Regions from separate parts of the Mus musculus genome. Here regions 1 and 3 are each linked to region 2. Evidence: chromatin contacts called from public Hi-C and promoter capture Hi-C data. All regions are on one chromosome and are shown on one strand. Each heading gives the region's core, a stretch centred on a gene start, on an enhancer-like site or on the middle of the called end of the contact. The rest is flanking DNA. Distances are from core to core; before and after follow the strand shown.

Evidence for each region. Promoter capture Hi-C pulls out the DNA fragments that hold promoters and counts their contacts. A called contact is a pair of places that touch in the nucleus more often than the background predicts.
Region 1: a contact with region 2 is called in a promoter capture Hi-C map of liver, with 2.2 times the contacts expected there. The contact joins the promoter of Ces1c here to the promoter of Ces1e in region 2. A contact is called at or near these places in 1 of 39 promoter capture datasets (liver), 3 of 484 Hi-C or Micro-C datasets (forebrain, liver and nephron progenitors) and 2 of 9 other capture datasets (adipose tissue and pancreatic islet).
Region 3: a contact with region 2 is called in a Hi-C map of liver, with 2.1 times the contacts expected there. The contact joins the enhancer-like site here to the promoter of Ces1e in region 2. A contact is called at or near these places in 1 of 39 promoter capture datasets (liver), 3 of 484 Hi-C or Micro-C datasets (liver and nephron progenitors), 1 of 115 datasets of contacts at active chromatin or transcription factors (embryonic stem cells) and 3 of 9 other capture datasets (adipose tissue, liver and pancreatic islet).

Annotation. Positions count from the first base shown.
Region 1 is chr8:93,129,509-93,132,642 of GRCm38.p6, reverse strand. Ces1c (carboxylesterase 1C) reads left to right here and starts at 1,360. Exons shown (of 13, transcript NM_007954.4): 1 at 1,360-1,436; 2 at 1,744-1,948. The coding sequence starts at 1,385.
Region 2 is chr8:93,228,138-93,231,135 of GRCm38.p6, reverse strand. Ces1e (carboxylesterase 1E) reads left to right here and starts at 1,517. Exons shown (of 14, transcript NM_133660.3): 1 at 1,517-1,766. The coding sequence starts at 1,715.
Region 3 is chr8:93,162,228-93,165,048 of GRCm38.p6, reverse strand. No RefSeq gene overlaps it. Among named protein-coding and RNA genes, the nearest start is that of Ces1c, 32 kb to the right of the region's middle. Within about 2 kb of position 1,353, at least 2 of the 459 cell types and tissues checked have an H3K27ac peak or open chromatin away from gene starts, as enhancers often do. A contact at or near this core is called in liver, where this site is marked.

The DNA.
Region 1 (3,134 bases), core at 111-2,610, 98 kb after region 2:
AGTTAAAGCAGAAATCAAGCAATACATATTCTGTTTATTTTGCCCTACATTCCAGTGGACTTAAGGCCAAACATTTGGGGCATTTTAATTAATTTATAGATAAGGTCTGTAGATGTGCATCAGTCATCAAGAGCAATGGCTGCTTTTGTAGAGGACAGGTGTTCAATTTCCAATACCCATTTATTGGTTCTCAATTTATAACTCCATTCCCTGAAGTCCTGAAGCCCTCCCTCTTCTGGCCACTGTGGGTATTACATGCATATACTGCATAGACGTATATGCACACAAATACTCATACACTTAAAATAAAAATAAAATCTCCAAGAAAGAAAGATTTCATAGAAAGAGGCATGTGTGGATGATTAGCCAAAAGATTGTGGTTCACAGAGTTTATTTGACATAAAAACAATGGAGTATTTGAGTAAGAACTGTTCCGATAGTCTCAGGCATTCAAACACTCCTTGACCAGGCAGTGCTGTTGTTTGGAGATATTTAGAAGATGTAGCCTTATTAGAGGAAGTATGTCAGTGAAGGTAGGCTTAGAGAATTTAAAGCTTTCTTGTTTCTAGTTCACTCTCTGCTGTGAGCTTACATTTAAATATTATGAGCTCTCATCTCTCTGTTCCAACCATCTGGTTTGCTACGTGTCACCATGCTTCTGCTCTGCCATTGTAGACTCCTCTACCTCTGAATACTCTCTCTTCCTTATGTTGCCTTTGCTCTATGCGTTTCATCAGAACAACCAGGAGTAACTAATACAAACATTCTGTTTAAACATCCCTGCTCCAAAAGCAGTGAGATCATTAACAGAGAAGGTGTGCATTGGCGCTTCAGGCCACCAGGCAAGGATAGTTGGCATATGAAATAAATGTTGGCTGAAGAGTGAGATTAGAAATCTTCCAAACTTGAGAGCATCTTTTCTAGGAAATAGCAGCCCATGGCAGCTGGAAAGTGTGCAATGTTCCCAGCAGAGAAACACTGGGGATGTGAAGTGCTCTTAATTCTCCAGCTTGTGTGGGAATCCTAACCCAAAGCTTCTGCCTGCCTCCATGCATTTGCTTGCTGGTGCCTACCTTGAGAAGTTCAAAGTGCACTGAGTTTTTATTTCAAACAGAAGTGTTTGCATAAGAGGTTGGATGAGTTTGTGGCCATTTGGTATCAGAGTGTGGGTAGTATCTTTAAAGAAAAAGAAGAGTAAACTCGTAGTGGGTGTGGCTTGGAGGTCCTAACAAACACCCAGGGAGCTCTTTGGAGGAGGGGGAGCTTTATGTAATTATGCTAATTGGTCTAGAGGAGGGTCCACAGCAAAGAGGCAGGAACAAGGCTTTCTATTTAAGCAGCAGACACCTCCCTGTCTCTAAGAGCTCCTCTCCTTCCTTCCAACATGTGGCTCCATGCTCTGGTCTGGGCTTCTCTTGCTGTTTGCCCAATTCTGGGTAAGTACTTCTGGATTACAAACATTGGGTTACACATATGGAAATCTGTCTTTGATGAAGTAGGTGAAATGTATACAGGGCAGGCACAAAGCAGAGCACTGACTCTTGTGCTGGCTTAGATGGGCGACTTTTATACCTCCAAACAGATTATGTTTTAGTTGACCCTGTATTTAATGTTGGAAGGAAAAGAGGCCTTAGAAGATTCAAATGACTATCAATGATACAAGCCTAAAAGTGATTAAACCAACCATGAATCCAGGTTTGATCTACCCCCTCTGATGTGTCCTCACATTTTCTCGACCATCAGGACACTCACTCTTACCACCTGTGGTGGACACCACACAAGGCAAAGTCCTGGGGAAGTATATCAGCTTAGAAGGATTTGAACAGCCTGTGGCCGTCTTCCTGGGAGTCCCCTTTGCCAAGCCCCCTCTTGGATCTCTGAGGTTTGCTCCACCACAGCCTGCAGAGCCCTGGAGCTTCGTGAAGAATGCCACCTCCTACCCTCCTATGTAAGCCACTGGGATGGGGACTATTTTAGTGAGTATGTGTTGAGATAAATATTTAATGTTAATTGGAGGTTTCTGCCATTCCTTGGATCATTTAGTTCCCAAATGAAAAACATACAACCTTTATATTTATAGTAAGACTTTAAAGCACTGGAGTTGGGCAGATATTTAATGTCTAAGCTTTTTTGTCTATTTCTCTATTAATAACCCTGAGATATAATTTACCATGTTTCGCCTGGGCTGCTCTTACACTAACTGGCCAGCCTTTGTGGCTATGTTTTTATGATTCACCTCCCCAGTGCCATCTGTCTTCTCTTCACTTTCTCTGCCCCATCTCATAGTCCTATCTCAGACCCCAAGCCCAGGAATTGAAATTCTGTTTACCTCTCTTCTTCCCAGCTATAGGCTGTAGGCATCTCTATTGACCAATCAAGGATACCTTGTGATGGCTACACAGCATCACTTGCTGTAACTGAGGATCTCCTCTTCCCTGAGGCAACCAGAGCCAGTACTTAGCATTACAATACATAGCAACAGTGATCCAGTATGGAGATGAGGCAATCCTCTGATTAGCTATATTAATAGTAACTACTGGCATCCCTGAGAGCATGGTTAAATATGGTCTAGTTACTAAGTACACTCGTAGTTTTCCAAACCCTTTATTTAGGACAAACTTACTAAGTACATGTGGTGAATCAGTAATATTCTGGGTTTTCACAAACTATTTAAGGAAATAAATCTGTACTTTGTGAATCTTTTATCCTATTGGATGAAAAGAGAAAATGAGAAATCTGTGGACCAGAACATCAAGTATATAATAACCTAGAATATCCTAAATACTTTGGAAAATAGCAATTGATCAGATAAGGTCAATGAGAAGTGAGCTGCTATAGTACTCTGATTTGAACTTTAGTGTTGCTTAGGAGTGTGGTAGCTGTGGACTGGTATGTGAAGAGAATAGTAAAGATGACTGAAAGTTCTCACACCCAGATCTACCTAGCTACCTACTAACAAGCAACTATTAAGGGTGTGTCACATCACCCCTGGCAACTGAGTGAACAAGCCCGAGAATTCCAGATGGCCTCATGGCCACCTAGGAGAACCTCAAACACATACAAATGTCGGATCAGACAGCATTCATATCCTCTTCAAGGTTCCTATGGGAGTTTCCAGGATTCTGTTTCTGGCT
Region 2 (2,998 bases), core at 268-2,767:
GCCATCTATCTCTCCAGCCCCTTAATGTGTTCTTGAATTCAGCTGTAAATGTCTTGTTGAGAGTTTTATGTCTATAGCAAATAAATAGATCAGTCTACTGTTTGGTTATTGTCTCCTCATGTGTTTTGAGTATCAAGGAAAAATCACTTTACAGAATGAGTTTAGTAGTGTTCATTCACTTTTGTTTGCAGCAAAAGTAAGTTAATGACAATGAAAATGAGTGAAGCTGTTTAGAAGGACAAATCATTTGTGGGAGTATATTGATGTAGCACCTTATGGAAATGAAAATAGAGGTTTTTCAAAAGTATAAAGCAGAACTGTATGATCCAACTAAACTGTCCCAGAATATATGCCCCAAAGATATAAATCTTATCAAAGTGATATCTATAGTTCATATTTATTGCTATAGTACTCACAGTAGCTAAGAAGTGAGTCAGCCCAGATGCTCAAACACTGACATTCAGATGAAAAAAATGGGACATAATTACACAGTAGAATTTTATTCAACTATAAAGAAAAATGAAATCAGCATTTTCAGGAACAGTGGACAGAAATGAAAATCATTCTGTTAAGAAAAACTAGACTCAGGAAGACAAATACCACATTTTCTCTCATACATAGTTTTAGATATTAATGTTTATATTTTTGTATGTATATTGTCATGAAGCTAGAAGAGTCCATGAGAGAAAAAGAGAAATGTGTGTCTGAGAGAGAGAGAGAGGAAGAGAGAGAGAGAGAGAAGAGGAGGAGGATGAAGAGGAGGAGGAGGAGGAGGAGAAGAAAGAAAGAAAGAAAGAAAGAAAGAAAGAAAGAAAGAAAGAAAGAAAGAAAGAAAGAAAGAAAGAGGAGGAGGAGAGGGAGAAGAAGGAGAAGGAGGAGAAGAAGGAAAAGAAGGTGGAGAATGAAAGTACAAAGGGAGACTATTAGGGTGGAAAGGATGAGCTGAGAGACACAAAGGGATGAAGAAGAATGGGAAAAGACCAATAATAAAAAAATCTGCTTTAAAGTTCATAATAAAACCCATTACTATGGAAACTAACTTAAAAACTATTAAAACAAAAATACATTGTTCATTTATATAAGAATGCCTATCCCTAAATCTCTCCTCTGAAAGGTTGTGAGATCCTTGACTGTGTCTGCATGGCAGAAGGCTAGACCACTTTACAGGAATCTTAGAAAGATAAATTAGGCAAAAATAAAATGATGAAATTTAAGATTGTTACCAAAATAAGTTCTAAAACTCTCCCAGCAAAGAGAATCTGGGAGGTGTGCCCTAACCTCTCTGGTGGTCAACTGTGTGGCTGTGAGGGGCTCTGAACAATTCCAGCTTGATGTGAAGACCCAAGACCAAAGAGTCACCTTACTTAAAGGAGTCTACAGAACTGGTTTGGAAAATAAGAGAGCACTGAGGTGTGAATGTCCTGCTGAGAGATATTTATGTAAGAAGTTGTTTGACCAGTTTGTGGACTCCTGCAATCTAAGTGTAGAGTCCAAACAATTTAGATAAACCTGGGTAAACTCTGGGTGGGGGTGGCTTAGTGATCTCTTGAGAAACCTGCAGAGCTCTTTGGAATAGAAAGATTGTTCTTTTGTGGTATCATACAATTGATTGAGAGAAATTTGCTGGTACCCTCCAGGAGTGGGGCAGGATCAGTGTGCCCCCTTTGTCACAGGCTGGAGACCTCCCTGTCCTGCAAACCTGTAGCCTCCTACCATGTGCCTCTCTGCTCTGATCCTGGTGTCACTTGCAGCATTCACAGCAGGGGGTGAGTCTTTATGGAATACAAATATTCGGGTGATGGTGGGGTACATTTCAAAAGCTCATACCAGGTAGAGGTGGGCAGAGGTGACAATAGTATAAAACTGTTGCGAGCTTTGATCGTTAGCCATTTTCACTTTTTAGACAAGTATCCCAGTCCAGCTGACATGCTGAGTCAGAGAAAAACAAACACTCTGACTTAAGATCACATGGCAGGTCGAGAAGGGCAATGAGCTAGCGCCATGTGCCACAAAGGGGATTAGGAAAGCTGCCTGTTTCCTCCTTAACTGTTTGTCTACAGTTAGACTGATTTTGGAAAGAAGCTTGGTAGAAAATTCGGAATCTCAGCTAAATACTTCCAAACCATTTGTCTTTAGGCAAAGTACTCAGCATGGTGAACTTGTGTCATCCTGTCTCTACAGAAGTGGTGACCGTACCCTCTCCACTGGGTCACTTTGAGGATGCCTTAGGTGGCGCCTTCTATAGTATTTAGGGTGGGTCTAGGTGAGAGGAGATGACGGATAAGAGGGGTGACTTGAAATGATGTGTATCAGGGCTGAGGAGCTGGATCGCAGGGTAAAGCCCCTTCTGTGTAAGCACAAGGACTCGAGTCTGAATCCCCAGTATTCATGTGACATAGCTAATGGGACTACAATCTCAGTGCTCTTGTGCCAAGATGGGAGGTGGAGGCAGGAAAATGCCCAGAGGTTCCTGGACCAGAACTGCTAGCCTAGTATACAACAAAGGAGCCTAGGAAATGGACAAGGGGACCACATTTTAAACCAGCTAGTGGGTGCAGTGTGTAAAGTGGTCCTCTGACCTCCACACAAGCACCACTGCAGGCACACACCTTCATTTACACACTCACAAGTGTGCACATAGGTGCACATACATCATATGTACATGTGAACTGAAGTTATAGAAAAAGAAAATGGAGCATATTAATAAGAAATCAGAGGTGTAATCAGGTCATCACATTAGAGATAATGAACATTAAGATAATAGTCTGCTAATCCTGACTCCCAAAGAAAGGGTTCATAACTGGGGTGACAAAAAGAAAGGACCAGGATCCTGAGAAGGTGGAAGGATGGGTAAACTATAGACAGGTGCTTCCTTGAGGCAGCTTCTGAAGAATTCCTTTTCTCCCCCCCCCCATGGATTCTTGGTCACAGGCTATCTTAGTTGTCTTGTCCATGGTTGGAAGTGATTACAGCCCATAAAACAGTAGCCCAGGAGGGG
Region 3 (2,821 bases), core at 104-2,603, 66 kb after region 2:
CCACAGACCCAAGAAGAGGCTTACACCCATTCCAGACTCCTCTGTAGATGTCCTCCAGGTGCTTATGAATAAGTCTGTGGACATGTTGCAATACTGGGATAAATTTTTCTCTAGGAATGCATAAAGCACACCACTACTCCATTTCCATAAGGGAACTATACTCTGCCCACATGGGGGAATCTTTAGATACCAGATGAAGGCTTATTGCAGCCAAAGGAAAAAGTTGTAAAGTTCTGTAACCCATTGCATGAATAGAACAAATAGTACTGGACCTAAGTCATCATTATTGCTGCTGAGAAACAGGGTCAGCGAAAAGACTTCATCTTACCCACCCAGGGTTCTAAGATTAAGACAGGACAATGACTACGTAACCCACTCCTCATTAGCATTGAGTCAGTAGATGTCCTGTATCAACTAACAGAAGTCAGCTAATGGGTGTGCCAGTGTGGGAGAACTCTCTGGAGTCAAGAAAGCAAGAAAAAGCAATTTCAAAGGTGTGAGGCAGAATTAAAGTGTGCTATTTTATTTCAAATTTTATGTAGCTTATATTGTAGTGTGAAGTTACAGTGTGATGGTTCAAAGATGGGTACTGAAAGCTCAAGCCAACCATAAACGATGTTTCAACCTTTGATCATTGTCTTTCTGCATCTGCCTTATTTAGCTTCATTTGTTGTTCTCCAGTTCCATTTATCTATCTTTTTGTAAACACAAAATTTTATTCTCAAAAATGAAGAACAGTCCATATATACAATGTGTATATATACCACATTTTCATTATCCACTCTCATGGGGCCAGTCCAAGTGAACAAGTGAGCAAATCATTAAGGGATAAATGATTTGCTCCTAGGGAAAGGAGAGCAGGGCAGGCTGTATGTCCTGAAAACAACTTAGAGCATCTAGAAGGCAGGGGAATACTAGAACAACATCATTTGTAATGCTGTCATTGATATCAAATCAGATTAAATATTAGTGGTTAGTCATGATATGGGTCTAAAATGACAAGTGAGGGGATCTTCACTGGACTCTTCTAGCTGAGTGGCTACAGCCCAGCATCTTGGTAGGATGGTGTCAGTAGGGCTCCAGAAGAAGAAACACCACCTGTGTATACATTATGGAACAGCCACCACCAGCAAGTCCAACATTGCCAAGACTGTTGCTCATGCTGACCCCTCTGTGGCCATGTCAAAAGGACTAGTCAAGGACTTTAACTGATGAGTGGACAACACGATTATCTGGCAGGAAGAAGAAAAGACTACATCCAAGGCAGTGGAGTCATCCAAGATCATCCTGGGAGGATCCAGTGTCCACATGGACTGCAAATCCCATGTGCATGGTAACCCATGGAAATACCATGCCCTTTGAGCAACACCAGCCATTGAAGGACAAGATCTTGAGATCTCTGCTCATGGGTGGACTGGGCTCAGTTTCAATGGATTGGTACAATTTTCAAACAAGAGATCAGCAACCTTTTCAAATGGACAGAGTTCAACAAATAGTGATTCATGAACTTTGAGGTACAAAAGGGCATGTTCAATAAATGCCCACTCACCACTCACCCCCCTTTTTTAAACATAAAATTCTAGGAAGGAGCTCTTGTTATTTGCCACATCCACTCTAGTAAAAGGTGTGTGGCTGGCCCAAAACCTTGGATGCGGTCCTGAATCAAAATGTTTCAGAGAAACTTAGTCTCCTGGAGCCGTGGCATCCTATAGCATGAATGCTCCACATTTGTCCCAGGTTGAGGGGCCAACTGAGTCCAGTCTGCAGCAGTTATTCCTTCTCACTCTGTGACTCCTATCAAATGATTGTCAAGGTACAATTACCATCCTGATGTCCATACAGATTTGTAGATTCTTTTATGAAAATTTGATTCATCTATGAATATATGAACCAGGGTAGGAATTCTTATAAGAAAAAAAAAATCACCCTGTGAAATTCACCATGCTGGCTCCACTTGGTTCAGTATTAATGATTGTGATGATGAACAATAAAATTATTACAGGTACATATAGCCTCTGATAATTGCCTTCAAGAATGGCTGGAGGATGCTATCGTTGTAGGATTTGGGGAATGGAGCCAGGTAGATGCTAGACAACCTAACCTAATTCTAATCAGGAAAACCAAGTCAGTGTTTTAATCCAGCAGACATGGTGAAAGATCATAACCAGGCATATTATACCAGCTCCTCAACATAGACTCAGTCATATCAAGTACAACCCCATGGAAGCAGAAATTCTACAGAAGGCCCAGAGAGATGCTTTTTCCAGAGGCAATCTCAACAAAGTAATCTTCCAGGTTAAAAAGAGGCTTCTGGACCCCTTTGGCCTGCTTAAAAAGGATGTCCAGAGATGTCTCTGGGCAGCTAGCATTTGCCTCTTTCACCCCCAATAAGGCTTCACAGGAGTTAGTAATGAGGAATGATAAGGTCAGTAACCATATGTTGACCAACCTAGATCCCCTTCATTTGGTTGTAGTGTTCAACAGTAAGCAACTGCAAACCCAGCAAATTTGGGATCTATTACTATGTCTATAGGATCTCTTACACCAGGAAGAGGTGTTCACATAAGTGACAATAACCAGGAATGATCCTTAGGGTAGGGTCAGTGCCCTGGTTAGTATAATATGTTCTGCCTGTTGGTAGTCCTGGGTAGGAGGAGCCATGACTCTACAGTTATGTTCTAGCTGACAATAGAGTGTGTCATGTATGGCTTCTTACATTTTGGTTGAGCTCTGTATAAACCATGTTGGGGCCAGGAAAAGGGGAGTCAGAAAGGTAAAGGAAGTGGTCTAATAGCTCAACAATCAAGAGAATTAGTATTTT